Linked DNA regions of Mus musculus: region 2 is linked to region 1. Evidence: chromatin contacts called from public HiChIP or PLAC-seq data. All regions are on one chromosome and are shown on one strand. Each heading gives the region's core, a stretch centred on a gene start, on an enhancer-like site or on the middle of the called end of the contact. The rest is flanking DNA. Distances are from core to core; before and after follow the strand shown. Region 1 holds the start of Lor (loricrin). Region 2 holds the start of Sprr1a (small proline-rich protein 1A).

The links. HiChIP or PLAC-seq counts read pairs in DNA pulled down with a chosen protein or histone mark.
Region 2: an HNF4G HiChIP or PLAC-seq map of pancreatic cancer cells shows a contact between it and region 1. The contact joins the promoter of Sprr1a here to the promoter of Lor in region 1. A contact is called at or near these places in 2 of 39 promoter capture datasets (cranial neural crest and hippocampal neurons) and 2 of 115 datasets of contacts at active chromatin or transcription factors (pancreatic cancer cells and stem cell-derived neural progenitor cells).

Annotation. Positions count from the first base shown.
Region 1 is chr3:92,078,308-92,086,236 of GRCm38.p6, reverse strand. It overlaps Lor (loricrin), which reads left to right and starts at 3,095. Exons shown (of 2, transcript NM_008508.2): 1 at 3,095-3,143; 2 at 4,237-5,966. The coding sequence starts at 4,260. The coding sequence ends at 5,720.
Region 2 is chr3:92,480,823-92,488,751 of GRCm38.p6, reverse strand. It overlaps Sprr1a (small proline-rich protein 1A), which reads left to right and starts at 2,871. Exons shown (of 2, transcript NM_009264.2): 1 at 2,871-2,902; 2 at 4,041-4,798. The coding sequence starts at 4,060. The coding sequence ends at 4,494.

The sequences.
Region 1 (7,929 bases), core at 1,846-4,345:
CAAAAGGCTTTGTAAAGGATTTTGTGTCTTAGATCTTGAATTGGTATATGCCAATTAAAAATGGTTAAGGAGCTTGGGAAGGATAAGTGTTTAAAAGCACTGACTCTTCTTCTAGAAAACCTGGGTTCTATTCCCAGCATCTACATGGCAGCTCAAAAAAAAAAATGTTTTGCAGTACAGAGGAAACTGTAAAGAGGCAGCTTGCAGAATGGTGGGAGGGGGACTTCACAGGCTACTCACCCAATAGACAACTAAGATACCATATATGCAAAGAACTTTAAAACTGAACACCAAAAAGAACACATAATTTAAAAAATAAATGAGCAAAAAAAGAAAATAGACACTTTAAAAAAGATTTATATATTTTATGTACTTTCGTACACTGTCACTGTCTTCAGACATAGCATAAGGGGGAACCAGATCCCTGGATGGTTGTAAGCCACCAGGTGGTTGCTGGGAATTGAACCCAGGACCTCTGGAAGAGCAGTCTGTGCTCTTAACCACTGAGCCACCTCTCCAGCCCTAAAATAGGCACTTTTAAAACAGTAAAAAATTCAACATTTTAGTCATTGCAGATATGCAAACTAAAGCTATAGGGAGATTTACATGTCATTTTAGTCAGAGTGATTTTCAATAAGAAGGAAGGAAGTATAAGCAAAATGGCTAGGATTTGAAGGGGTTTAGAACACTAACAATGCTAATGAACATTTAAATAAGTCCATCCACTACAGAATCAATGTGGAGATTTCTCAGAATATGAAAAAACACAACTTGCATATGGCAGAGCTATATCACTTTTGGGTATACACCCAACAGAATCAAGTCAACTCATGCCAGAGTTGCCTGTATACATGAGTTTATTGCATCACAATAGCCAGGCTATGGAACCAGCACAGGTGTTGGTTAGACAAGAAAATGTGGCACGTGTGCACAATGGAATTTTATTCAGCCTCAAAGGAGAATAAAATATATCTGTTACAGGAAAATGAAAACTAGAGATCATTATGTTAAGCAAAATAAGCTAGTCTCACAAACATAAATGTCTTATGTCTCTGACATCTGGAATCTGTGGAGGGGAACAAAAGGACACTAAAGTGAAAGGGGTCTATTAGGGACTTGGAAGGAGAAAGATGGCGAGGAGGCAAGAAAGAATGATAGTAGGAATGAATATGATCAAATTATATTATAGGTATGTATAGAAAAATAATAAGCTGCTTATTTTGTATAATACATAAGTCACTTTTAATAAAAATCAAAACATTTCATTTAACACATGAGTATGAAAGCACTTTTCAGCTCAGATTATGTATATGTATAATAAATGATACATAAACACAAAAAAGGAAGGAAGGCTATAATTTTTTAATTACAAACTTCTCTTGCCCAAAATAACCTACCGACTTCATGCTAACTTGACTTTTCCTTCAGCTTGGTGAGTGCATTGTAGTGGGTCGATGTGGTCCACAGCTCAGTGCTAAGAGCCTCAGTTCAAACTTGTTCCCATGTTGCCTGACTAAACAAAATAACTCCTACCCATGGCAATCAAAAGAAATTTAAAAGAAGGTGCTGTTTCCTTCCAAAGCCACCATGGTGTCTCAGCTTCAAGTTGAGAAGCCTGCCCTCTCCAAAAGATCCTGGCTTTTCTCCCTAGTATATCCTCCATGAACAGGAACACCCAGGATCCTCCTTGGATCACCTGAGTTCATACTGTCCAAACTGAAACAAGTGGCACAAGTTTCTGAGAGCCAAAGTCTAATCAGGATCGTTTAGATCATTAATGCTCCCCCATAATTAAGACAATTTCTGATTAGAATTATTCTTTCAACACAGCTGGGTGGAACAAGGTTCAACAGTGGTATCTTAATAGCAACTGAGTTCCAATGATGAAAGAAAGGAAAAACACTATGTTCTTCATACACAGAGGGGGGCTGCTCTTGGCCCTAGGGTCATCAGAGAACTGAGTAAATCTTATAGGAAAATAGTTAAGATGTCTTCACACACCTTCTTTCCAATAGGGTTCAAGGGCAGGCATGATTGGAAGGAAAAGTGTTCTGTCATGTGAGAAAAGAGCAAAAGTATTAATATCACATACTATGTAGTACATTCATATTTCATAACTTCCATTTTCATGTTTCTGTGAAATAAATTATAGGATTCCTGCTTGGTAGACCAAATGGGGATCAGACAGCTCAACAATGAACAAGTACTCAGTAACTGCCCTGTTGGTGGCATTGCATGAACTACTGTGGCTTTGCCCATGGTGACATAGCTTGAAAATAGTAATGGAAAGACCTGAACCCAACTGAGATCTCTAAGTCCATTCCACTCTATGGTGGCATCTCAGAGGTCAGAGTCACTGTGCAGCACCATAGGACATCAGAATCAAAGGGTCATGGTGAAAAGGCTGCCAGGGTCTGTCTTGTTAGTTCTCACCTTTGTAAGTAAAGTCAGTAGTCAGTAACAAAGATCAAAACACCTGCTCTCACAAGGAATAACTTAAAGTAGACTAAAGTCATGCTAGTTACAGTGCTGTCTTTTCCGTGGTACCATCCCAAACTGGGAGCTGGGGACTCATGAACTCTCACAACCAATAAAGTAAGCAGAACAGAAGCAACCCAATGAAGTGTTCATGAAACTGGAATGGAGAAATTGTGGCATAAGAGAGATGGATTCTAAAATTTCGAGAATTTCCAAGATAATGAAATCAAAACCAAACATCAAAATTGGAAAGATACAACTGAACTAGCTTCTATGTCTTAGACAATGTCTTAGATCTCTAGATTCCGTAAGGCTGCTTCACAAGTCTGCAACCTAATCCTCTAGAATAGCCCTCTGGTTATGGCACGCAACCTATACAGAAGTTTTGAAAACAATTTCTGCCATCCACACTGCTGGCCATCTCTAATGACCAACCTGCTCACTGTTACATCAGAGAAGTGGCCAGTCATACACCAAACTGCCTATCCCTATCCCAAGAATTTGAAATCTTCATGAATGGGTCAATCCTTCCCCTGCAATCACAGGGAGGAGGTGCCTGATCAATAGATGAGTCAGAGCAGGACAAGAGTATAAAACACAGGAGCACCAGTGTCCCTCACATCAGCATCACCTCCTTCCCTCACTCATCTTCCCTGGTGCTTCAGGTAAGTGTGGGCTCTCCTGGCTGTCTGGTCTCTCCAGTTGGCCGTGCTCAGCTTGCAGAGAGGTTAAGGAACAGAGCCTTTCTCCCCTTTGGAAGGTACTCTGTTCAAATTGAGAAGGGCTTTAGGAAAGCACTGGGAGAGTGGTAAGCTGGTGCTGGGCAGATGATGTGTCTGGTCTTCTGGGCAGAATGTTAAAACTTCACAAAGATATGACTATCTCCTACTTCTCTGGCACCCTGGGAGCTGAGGGTTAGAATACTGGATGACTGCAGTGGCAGGCCTCCATGGGCTGGATGAACCTTTTGAACCTGCCAGAAGTGGCTGAATACACTATCAGGAAGGGAGAGGGACGATAAGTCATAGAATGGTGCTGATGGGAGATTTGAGAAGCCACAAAAACCCAAGCTCTGCTTTATGAGGGCAGATGTTCTGACAGATAAATGACTTGTGAGGTGCTGAACTACACAGCTTCCTATTAGCTACAGCTAATTGGAGTCTACCAAATTTAGACTCCTGCATATTCTCAAAAAGATGTCTACTTTCTTCTGGTTAGATGTACTGGTCCAAAAGGTTCAGAGTTCTTCCATTTGTTTGCAGACAGGACCACAGTAGAGCTGTCTTGTCTAATAATTGGCCCTTGGAGGATATCCTCACTCAATAGGACAGATCAAGAGTTTAAACTAAGGACTTTATGCAGGAAATGCTAATGTCCAAACAAATCTTTTCTTATTGTGCTGGGAGTGGATAAAATCCACGTGGAATTTTTGCAACTTTCTACTGAATTTAAAGAATCAGCACTGGGACTTGGGAGCACCCTTAGACATGGAGTGTTTATTAATGGAAGATCAAAAGCAGGTGGGAATGTGGGGGTTCTGCTTCCCAAATCACATAGTAGAAGAAAGGCAGAGTTGAGGGAAAAGGGGGTCACTATTAACGGGACTTTTGAAGAGCTAACCAGTCCAGGAATGGAGTCCAGACACCTAGTCTGCATAAAGCTAGTAGTCAGAAGTATGTTGGCATGGATGCATCTGCCACCTTCACAGCGTCCTCTTGCTGCTGTTGGTCTAATGTTGCTCTTCTGCTCTTCTTCCAGGGTAACCCTTCTCCTTAAACAAGATGTCTCACCAGAAAAAGCAGCCCACTCCCTGCCCTCCTGTGGGTTGTGGAAAGACCTCTGGTGGAGGAGGAGGCGGCGGCGGCGGCGGCGGCGGCGGCTATTATAGCGGTGGCGGCTCTGGCTGCGGAGGCGGCTCATCTGGAGGAGGCTCTAGCTGTGGAGGCGGAGGCGGTGGTTCCTATGGAGGTGGTTCCAGCTGCGGCGGTGGAGGCGGCTCCGGTGGGGGCGTCAAGTACTCCGGAGGCGGCGGTGGCTCTAGCTGCGGCGGCGGCTACTCCGGAGGCGGTGGTGGCTCTAGCTGCGGCGGTGGCTACTCTGGGGGCGGCGGCGGCTCCAGCTGCGGAGGTGGCTACTCCGGAGGCGGCGGCGGCTCCAGCTGCGGCGGCGGCAGCTACTCCGGGGGTGGCTCCAGCTGTGGAGGCGGTGGCGGCTCTGGTGGGGGCGTCAAGTACTCCGGAGGTGGTGGCGGCGGCGGCTCTAGCTGCGGCGGCGGCTCCTCCGGGGGTGGCGGCGGCGGCTCCAGCTGCGGAGGCGGATCAGGAGGCGGCGGCTCCTACTGCGGAGGCTCCTCTGGAGGCGGCAGCTCCGGTGGCTGCGGCGGCGGTTCCGGAGGCGGCAAGTACTCTGGTGGCGGCGGTGGCTCCAGCTGCGGAGGCGGCTATTCCGGCGGCGGTGGAAGCAGCGGCGGCTCTAGCTGTGGCGGCGGCTACTCAGGTGGCGGTGGATCCAGCTGCGGCGGCGGCGGCGGCTATTCCGGTGGCGGCGGCAGCAGCTGCGGAGGTGGTTCCTCCGGTGGCGGCGGCGGCGGATCGTCCCAACAGTATCAGTGCCAGAGCTACGGAGGCGGTTCTAGCGGTGGCTCCAGCTGCGGCGGCCGTTACTCCGGGGGCGGAGGCTCCAGCTGCGGTGGCGGCTACTCCGGGGGCGGAGGCTCTAGCTGCGGAGGCGGCTCCTCTGGTGGTGGCTCCAGTTGCGGCGGCAGCGGCGGCGGCGGCTATTCCGGTGGTGGCGGTGGCAGCTGCGGCGGCGGCTCCTCTGGCGGCGGAGGGGGCTATTACTCCTCTCAGCAGACCAGTCAGACCTCCTGCGCCCCCCAGCAGAGCTACGGAGGGGGCTCTTCCGGAGGAGGTGGTAGCTGTGGAGGTGGCTCCTCTGGCGGCGGTGGCGGCGGTGGCTGCTACTCCAGCGGTGGTGGCGGCAGCAGCGGTGGCTGCGGTGGAGGCTACTCCGGAGGCGGCGGTGGCTGTGGCGGCGGCTCTTCCGGGGGCAGCGGCGGTGGCTGCGGAGGTGGCTCTTCCGGAGGCAGCGGCGGTGGCTGCGGAGGAGGCTACTCCGGAGGCGGAGGCGGTGGCTCCAGCTGCGGAGGCGGCTCCTCTGGTGGCGGCTCTGGAGGTGGCAAGGGTGTGCCAGTCTGCCACCAGACCCAGCAGAAGCAGGCGCCTACCTGGCCGTGCAAGTAAGGTCACCGGGTTGCAACGGAGACAACAGAGCTGGAAGAGTTCTCCGTGGGCGCCGATGGGCTTAACTTTCTCATGAATTTGCCTGAGGTTTCCAAACCCTTCACATTTTAAGCGCCCCTTCCCCCAGAAGAAGCCATTGAGTCGCTCAAGGTGTATCCTGTTCTGCAGATTTTTCATCTTGGTTTCTGAATGACTACCTCCCAATTCTAGTGTCTCCTCAGTCAATAAATTTGCTATTCATGAGAATCTCTGAGTTTGCTGTAGTCTTTGTAGCTTGCAAATTTACTCAGTTCATTCTGTGTTTGCTTTTTCCATTCATTAGTTCACATTTAAATTCACTGAACAAGTGTTCTATCCCAAGGTGGGGGAGTAGATAGATGGAATGGGGCAAAGGATGACCAAGGTTGTGAACAGTCTGGGGTGTGGCTTAAAAATCATGAGATGGTCCTCAAACACCAAGAAAAGTCTTCACTGGACATCCTACACATCACTGAAATTGGGCCTGCGCAGGCAATTTCTAGCAGTGCAGAGTTCACTCTCCAAGTTCTGGAAGCAGGATGGCTCTCAGATTAGGTTAGCTACCAGAGGTCCAAGTCCATTGACATGTTCTGACCTAAGAAGAAGGACATTCACCCCTGAACAAAAGACCCCTGCCCATGCGATCTTCCGGAACACTATAACTACTTTCCTTACTCATGACCCATGATAGAGCTTTGAGGCAAAGATACAAACCCTCTATGTCTTCTCAAGATTGCCAGTTCTTCATTAAGCCTGATACCTTCTTACCAGCGCAGCTCTCCTGAATACTGATAAAGTCTGGTTTTGTTAGTCTGTTAGAAAAATATTATATCAGATAATCAAGATCCTCTACAGTGTGTGAGACAGTTTACTGAGCATCTATAGAGATAGAAGGCAGCCCTCTTGAAGGATTGAACGCGTAGCTTTCGTCCAATTTGAGAAGGTACATCGTAAGTATTTAAGATGCTTAACATCAGTATCACAGAGGTCACTGGAAACATTAGGGGCCTCCTGATTAGCAAGCATAAAGCTAGAGTTGCTCAAAGGCATGTGTAACAACCATCCCCTGGCCAGATCCTGTTTTACAGTCAGATTTTATCAGCTTTAGGTAAATGCTAACTTACTGACTTACTCAAGTTAATTTTGCTATACTAAAAAGCCAATGTGCCTTCCTACATTTAGCTAATGATAGAAATAAAAAGATTTCATCTCACTCTTCCATTTGGAGTCATCACTACCTTCATCATTTGCATCAGAGATAGAGCATGCCAAGTAGCAACCTCAGTGACACAGTAGTCTTACCACCACATTTTTATGGATTAAATGTATTTTTTTTTAGCATGGTTATATGTGCATATAATACACTCTGATTACTCACTTCCCTATCCTTTCTTACTCCTCCCCATCCCAACCTGTATCAATCCTTACCTTCCCTACAATTCCCTTTACCATGTTTTTGTTAGTTTTGTTGGTTTGTTTTGTGACCCACTGAGCTAACCAGGGCCATCTGTATGACCATGGGTTTGGATTCTGATGGAATCCCACTGGGTACACAACTGAAACTAGTGACTCCCCTTCACAGAATCTATCAGTAGACAATAATTCAACAGGGAATGGTGGGGCTCTCTCCATCCTTGGCTAACTGTTGACAGGACAGTCTTGTGCAGGCCTAGTGCAGACAACCATAGTTGCTGTGAGCTCATGTTTGCAATGGCTGTGTTATACATAGGAGATAGTATTTTGGAGCCATTATCCATGTCTGGCTCTTATATTCCACCTTCTCTTTTAGGATGTTCCTTGAGTCTTTGAGGAATGTTTTGGTTAGAACCGAGTGCTCAGTTGTCATTTATTTTCAGAATCTTGAGCATCAAAGGATACATAAGATATTATATTATAGGATACTAAATTTTTGTACAGATTTTTCATATACCCTTCATATTGGTTAACCATAATCCCCAATTTTTCTCTCCTCTAACACTCCACTGCTCCCATACCAGATGAAACCTTTCAACTCCATGTATTTTCCCTCTTTGCTTTCATTTTATCTATATTGTATGATCTCAACTCCCTTAATCTATCTCACTACCAATAACCCTTTTCTAAACTGGTAGCCTACAACTTTAGTTCCAGTACTTGATGCAGAAGTAGATGGAGCAATGTGAACTCATGCTCAGCCTGGTCTATGGAATGG
Region 2 (7,929 bases), core at 1,622-4,121, 400 kb before region 1:
TCCCTGGGGCATTGAGTCTCTACAGGATTAGGCCTGTCCTCTCCCAATGAGGCCAGACAAGGCAGTCCTTTATTACATATGTACCAGGGGCCATGGACCAGCCCATGTATACTCTTCAGTTGGTGGCTTAGTCTCTGGCAGCTCATAGGGGTCTGGGTAAATTGATACTCTTGATTTTCCTATGGGGTTTCCATCCTCTATGGCTATTTCAATCTTTGCCCTAACTCTTTCATAGGGGTCCCTGACATCAGTCCAATGATTGACTTTAAGTATCTGCATCTGTTTCAGTCAGCTGCTGGTAGAGACTCTCAGAGGACAGCCATGTTAGGTTCCTGTCTGCAAACACAAAATTGAATACTATTCAGCTTCTAAAAATGAGGACATCATGAATTTTGCCGACAAATGGATAGAACTAGAAAATATCCTGAGATAACCCAGACCCAAAAGGCATAGTATGTACTCACTGATAAGTGTGTATTAGCTAGTACAGAATACCCATGATACAACTCAGAAATCGTGAGAAGTTTAAGAAAAAGGAAGGCCCAAGTGAGGATGCTTAAATCCCATTTAAAAGTAGGGAGGAAATAATTATCGGAGGCAGAGTTATGGGACCTGGGTGAGAGAGGGGAGGGTAAAGGGTAAAGTGAGGGAGGAGATTAGGTATGGAGACAGGAGAATGAATGGAAATAAGCAGCTGTGGGGGCTGTGGATGAGGATGGGGGGGGGTTAAGAGGTGTTAACCTTTAGAAAGTTCCAGAGACCTGGGATGTGAGAGGCTCCCAGGATTCACTGAGGATGACCATAGCCAAAATGCCCAACAGTGTGGGATGAAAACTGAAGGGACCACTTCCAATAGATAGAAAGGGCTTCTAGTGGAGGGATGGATTCACCAAACTACCTATAAAAATTTTAACCCAGAATTATTCCTGACTGAAAGATATGCTGGAACAAAAATGGAGTAGAGATTGAAGGACCAAACGCCCAAAACTTGGGGTCCATCCCATGGGCAGGCACCAAACCTTGGCACTATTACTGATGCCTTGTTGTGCTCAAAAACAGTCTTTGGGGCCTAGAGAGATGACTCAATGGTTAAAATCACTTGCTGCTCTTGCAGAAGACTTAGGTTCAGTTTTCAGCACCCACATCCTGTCACACCACTGTCCCTAATGTAAGTTACATGGACTCTTCCACCTTCTTCAGACATCCATGGTCGCTGCTTACATTTCATGAAGGTAATGCACTCATTCACATTAAATAAATAAACCTAAAATTTTCATTTTTAGCATCATGGCCTCTTCCTTCCTCTCTCAGACTCTGACTAACTGGAGGTTTCATGAACTATAGTATTTTCCTGCCTTCTTTGAATCAGGGTTACCCTTGAGGGCTCTGAAGGCCATTTCTGTGCCTGTTCAAATAACAATATTCCCATGGTAATATATGTTTCTTCTTCATATTTCTTCTTCATTCTGACAAATACTAACAGACTGTCTAATATGTGTCTGTCATTTCTGTCCCAGAAGCTCTCTGCAGATGAAGCTACTTCCCATGCTAAATGTGGAATGCCTCTGAGGGAGACACTGCATCATTTTCAACACTGGGATTTATGGCTTAAGAAACCTTCTGGGGCCAGTGATATGGGCCAGTGGTTAAAAGCATTGACTGCTCTTCCAGAGGTCCTAAGTTCAATTCCCAGAAACCACATAGTGCCTCATAATCATATGTAATGACATCTGATTTCCTGTTTGTATGTGTGCTAAGATAGAACACACACACACACACACACACACACACACAAAGATTTTAATATCAACACTTTCCAGACCAGCTATTTGAGTATTTTTTAATTCTTCTGTATGCTAATTAATAGCTCTTCTACCTTTTTCAGATCTAGAAATAACTACTGTTTATCCCCAGAACCTTATAAAGACATAGTAGTCTTACTGTTACTTCACAGATTCATCTTGTTAACATCTGAGGGCCCCACCACAAGACAGGCCAGGCCTCTTTCTGGCTCCTCACAAAGGCAGCCAAACCTCCACTGTTTTCCTTGGATGAAGGTGGTTACAAAAGGCTTCTAGGTTTTCAGGTGTGGGGAAGAATTCAACTGGGCTAGAAAAGAGGAAGCAGCCACAACCTGATGGTTGGGTGGAGTGGGAGAAAAGGTTACCCTGGAAAAACGATCAGCTTTAGCAGTTGGAAATTTGAGAAACAGGTTGTGGGGAGAGGGGGAAGGTGTGGCAAGGAAGCAAAGCAGGTTTTCCCAGGTTAGGGACCAGCCAGAAAGGGGTGTGGCTGGGGGTGGTATGCACATAATCTTTAATGTGTATAGTTCCATGGAGTTGGGAGAAAATGTAAGACATGTGCATAAAGTTATAAATCATCCAAACAGTTATCAGAGTCTATAATCCATTATTTCTGTATTTCCAGAACACAGCTTCACTAAGAGATAGCAAGCATCCACCCCATGCCCCCTTTCCTCTTCACTTTACTTTTTTACATTCACACAGTATTTTGCCACACAGAATACCAGGACCAGCCAGCCAACTTAAGGAAGACAGCAGGTGTCAGGACCACTTCAACCCTCCTCCATGCCAGCTCATTAACCCTCTCACAACACAAGCATGACACCTGGGCCTGAGGAGGAGGGTGACAGAGAACCCAGGTGACATCATTGTCAAACTGTCAGTGTCATTATATCAGCTGGGTGGTTTCCATAACTAAAGCTGAGTCAGAGGGTGAACTAGGGGAGGAGGGTGAGTCATAGGTGACTGGTAAGAAAGGAAAACAGAGCATCTGGGCCAAGTGTGTTTCCTGGAGGTGTTCTTCTTATAAAAAGCCAGCTGCCCAATGCCTGCACACAGAATCCACACCAACAGAGAACCTGCTCTTCTCTGAGTATTAGGTAAGTCTCTGCTTGCAACTGATTTGAAATTCTTGCTTATTTTTTTACTATGAAAAACTGTTCAAAGCCAACTCTATTACAGAGTTGATGTGGGGTGCTGCCTACAGTTAGTGAACAGTAGCATTGTTTGCTTAAATTATAGCACATTTTGGGTCTAGGAACTTGAGAGGTGATTCAGTTGGTCACTGTAGTAGACAGCCTTGGAATCAGAGATTAAGGCAAAAGGAAACCTCCATTCAAATATTCATGGAAGTTCACAGCTGGAGACAGGTTAAGGCTTCAGTCCAGATAGCTTTCAGAATTATTGCAGTTCTTACTGATAGGCATATCAATAGCGAAATTTAATTTATTAGAGGAATCTACTAAAGTAAATTTTTAGGCCAATATAGAACATACCATACTTGTAGTCTGGCAGAGAAGGTGACATATGAAATTGAAATGCGATTCATAGACAGTGGTAGTGAAAGAAATAATGGTGGGGAGGGGCTGTGCAGGGGAGGCATGGCTCAAGGACAGCACTTAGTGGTAGCACACACCATGAACTATGATGGAAAAGCATTTGATAGGCAGAGACAGAAATGTAGGAAATGTGTAGGGATCCATGAGAGCATAAACTAAAAGGGCAAAAGCATATGAGCATGGACTAACATGCAGCCACTCTGCAAGTTATACTATGATCTATTTCACAAGGAGGTTGGTATGCTGCTGTCTTTGGGTGACACCGCTTTCCAGATGTCCTGGTGTGTAGGTTCACAAGCCTCTCAGAAGCCATACTTTATTGCTTTTTAAGACGTATTATTAATATTTTGGCTAGCATATGGTTTAGTGTGAGAGTTTTATATGCATATGTCATTATACTTTGCTCATTTATGTCTTGGAACTTCTTCAACTAGGTAGAAAACATGACCAGGGAGAATGAGAGTAAGGAAAGAACCCACTGAGACAGACAAGAGCAAACCATACTTCTGCTAATCATGTTTAAAAGTCCAGAAATGATCATACCATATTTTATTTTCAAGTGTGGAAGTCAGCATGGAGAGGGGCTCTTTTTCTCTAAAGGGGCCTGAAATTAAATTGACTTGATGTTGAGGTTACCTTCTCTTTCAATGAATCACTAAATTGTCTTTTCTGTTTCCAGGACCAAGTGCTATCTAACCATGAGTTCCCACCAGCAGAAGCAGCCCTGCACTGTACCTCCTCAGCTGCACCAGCAGCAGGTGAAGCAGCCTTGCCAGCCACCACCCCAGGAACCTTGTGCCCCCAAAACCAAGGATCCCTGCCACCCTGTTCCTGAGCCCTGCAACCCCAAGGGGCCAGAGCCCTGCCACCCCAAGGCACCCGAGCCCTGCCACCCCAAGGCACCTGAGCCCTGCAACCCCAAGGTGCCAGAGCCCTGCCAGCCTAAGGTGCCAGAGCCCTGCCAGCCTAAGGTGCCAGAGCCCTGCAACCCCAAGGTGCCAGAGCCCTGCCAACCTAAGGCACCAGAGCCTTGCCACCCCAAGGCGCCTGAGCCCTGCCACCCTGTTGTTCCCGAGCCCTGCCCCTCAACTGTCACTCCATCACCATACCAGCAGAAGACAAAGCAGAAGTAATATTGTCCAGAGCCATGCCTGAAGACCTGATCACCAGATGCTGAGGCTGCTGTCTATCCTGCTTATGAGTCCCATTGCCTTGTGCTACCAATGCTGTGACCTTCAATCTTAATCCCTCTCTCCTTGCACCACCTAAAAAGTTGACTCTCATCCTCATCTTCAAGGGCTCCTGAGCCTCTTAACATTGCCCAAAGTCATATTGAATGGCTACACTTTTCATGGCTCAGGATTCATCTGAAGGGGGTGAGGAGTGAGACAAGTGTATGGTCAATATTTTCCCCCCATTAAATGCCATTTAACTCCATACTTTGTTGTGTATGTATCAGTGGCTGCCTGAACTATCATTACTTTCTCAGTATGAAGGAGGAACTAGCACAACAAAAACTGGTCAGTGGGTCTATAGCTAAAAGTTGCCTAAAGATGCCTAATTTTGTGATTGAGTATGTGGGATGGGTGTGTATGTGTGTGTGTGTGTGTGTGTGTGTGTGTGTGTGTGCATGTTCATATAGTTATAATATATACAGAACAGACTGTTACAAAAGTATTTAAGGCCACGTGGTGTCTATTTCTTTGGGAAGCCAAGGGGTTTTCTTCTTTCACCCAAGTGGATCACATCCAAAGGTGTTTGATACATATTTTGACACATCACTGACTGTAAAGTCTTTGTTCCAGATTATTTTGATTCTGTTCAGTTGATTCTCTTAAAACTGTTTCAAAGAAAACAGTGCTAGTGTATTCAACCTGCATATTTATTTTTCATCCATCTTTCCTTTTTGATATCCACAACATATGGTGCCAAAATTGAGGTTCGGACCTCAAACAAGAGACAAATCCTTCCCACAGACATTGAAACACATATCCACATAGTTAGATCTCCAAAAATTATGCAACATGACTCCAACCACATCACTTCAGTCATTCCCCTTTGAGTACCACTGAGTGCCCACTGAGGATAGTGCCTGCCCTAAGAGTAACCTGAGAAAAATGGTCCTGTCTTCTCTATGTAAACATCCTTTCCTATCCCCCTCTGTCCTCCTCACATTTATATACATTGTCCATTATTGTACTTTTTACTTCTCTATGTAAATCTTAAGAGAAAATGAATTAAATGGAAAGGGTTAAGGAAAAGTGTCAACAGGCTTCAGAAGACAGATTAGTACAGATAAGACAAAAATCATAAAGTTGAGTGTGAGTGGGTTAGTAGGAAATAAATATTGGAACAAGGGAGTGTTGAAAAGTTTCTTGTTCATGTTCCAGATAACTGACATGGGGTGATAATTATTAAAGGTAACCAAGAAATAGAATTTCTTATTTGTTGTACCCAAATCTATGGCTCATGTCTCTAGTTTATTCTACTGACCCTCTTTCACCTTTCCCTGATAATCAGAGTGACTGCATTCATGAAACTGACTAAAGAAGTCAAGAAGAAATTTCAGAGGGGCTTCAGTGTTTCCTGAGATGTGTCTAACAGTACCTGTGGGGTGTACATGGGATCCAAATTTGGAAAATGCTCAGAGATACTTGGGAAGCAAAAGACAAAAATTGATTGCCAAGGATTTGTAAGTTAGGCAGCTGGCAATCTGGTAGAGAAAATGTCATCACATGTGTGTACATGTGGTGAGGTGATTTTAAATCATGGCTTGTTACCAGGATGGAAAATGTCATTAGTATCTCTAGGAACAGTCATCGTTGGCAGACCTTGTGTCAAGATACTGGACAGAACACTACCTTTCAGATGTATAAGGGAAAAAGACTTTGAGGGTTGAGCAAAATCAATCAAATTCTTTACTCTTTGGGAGGCTGAGGCAGAAACATTAAAAAGGATTATAAATACATATAGGATTATCAATTCATTCTGGCCAGCCTCAAAAAAATTAAGTGAAAAAATATTTTGGGGGGTATACTTTAGTGATAGATCATGTAACTAGCACGGGTGAAACGATACATTCAGTACCCAGAAGCACACGCAAAAACATGCTTTGCACATTTTCTGCACTCCACTGGGAATCAGTCGTTGCTGACATATTTCAGTGCTACATACAACAGGAAAGATGAGACTGAGGCTTCACCCCCATGGGACAGTGCTTGGCTGTTTGGATACTGAATATGTAATCATACTATGATCAAATAAGAATAATCAACAGAGAAAAATTCCTGGACAGTATCAGGATCATAAAAAATACTATGGCATGCAATTCACATTGTCATATCTGTATACAAAACAAAGGGAAATGGAGAAGTAGATTTGGGAGAAACTGGCAGGTTTTTTTCTTAAAGCTCAAAGCACTTTCCAGAAAGTCAATTCACAGATCTGTTGATTTTTTTTCTTCCTCCCCTGCCCTCCCCTCCCCTCCCCTCCCCTTCCCTCCCCTCCCCTCCCCTCCCCTCCCCTCCCCTCCCCTCCCCTCCCCTCCCCCCCCCCCCTCTCTCTCTCTCTCTCTCTCTCTCTCTCTCTCTCTCTCTGTGTGTGTGTGTGCGCATGTGCACAAGCACATAGATGCAGAGGCCAGAAACATGTTTAGATGTGATAACCAATATTACTTCCTTACTCTCTTTAGTTCACAACTACTCTAGTTTGACTCTCTAATTTTTGAAACTGGAATCCCAAGATTACTGGGCACTGGGCAGGAAAAGAACTACCCCCCCCCAACACACACACACACACACACACACACACACACACACACACACACACACACACACATACACACACACACACACACACACACACACACACACACACACACACACACACACACAGCTCCTTTCCTACTGTGAGAGGCTGTCATTCCCTGTGTCAACAGTAGGGGGAAGTTGCTGAATTTTGATGAAGGGCCAGAGAACTACAAGGTCACATCATGATTTGATTACTGCTCTTTATGCAGGTAAAGACATGAGAGCTCAGTTTCCTCTTTTCATGACTACATCTTGGTCTTCTCACTGTCACATTAGTGCTGTTAGAAAGGCCACAGAAACAAACAAAATATTGTAAAGGTTCATTTGTGTCTTTCAATCTGACTACCAGTCTATTAAAAAATTTACCCCAAAACACGTGGAAGTTTCTCCAAGAATCTCATGCTGAGAAAAAGAAAAGACCCTGGCCAGAGGGATGACTTGTCTCTCCAGAAAGATATTTCACACAGTTCTAAAAACGTAACACTTTCCAGGATGAGGTTACAGCCCAGACGATGAGGGACACACTTTCACCAGGCTTGCTAAGATGGCATATCTGTGGCCAGATAGTTAAACTTTAATATTACTTAAGGCAGATAGGCTTGGGACAGTGGGTGTCTTGTATGGACACAGAATAAATTGTTTTCTATTTCCCACTGTTAACTTGGACCTTTTAACAACATTTTTGAGTTTATCTATTTTATTGAACATATATGGTGTATGAGTGTTTGACTACATGCATGTAACTGTACCACATGTGTG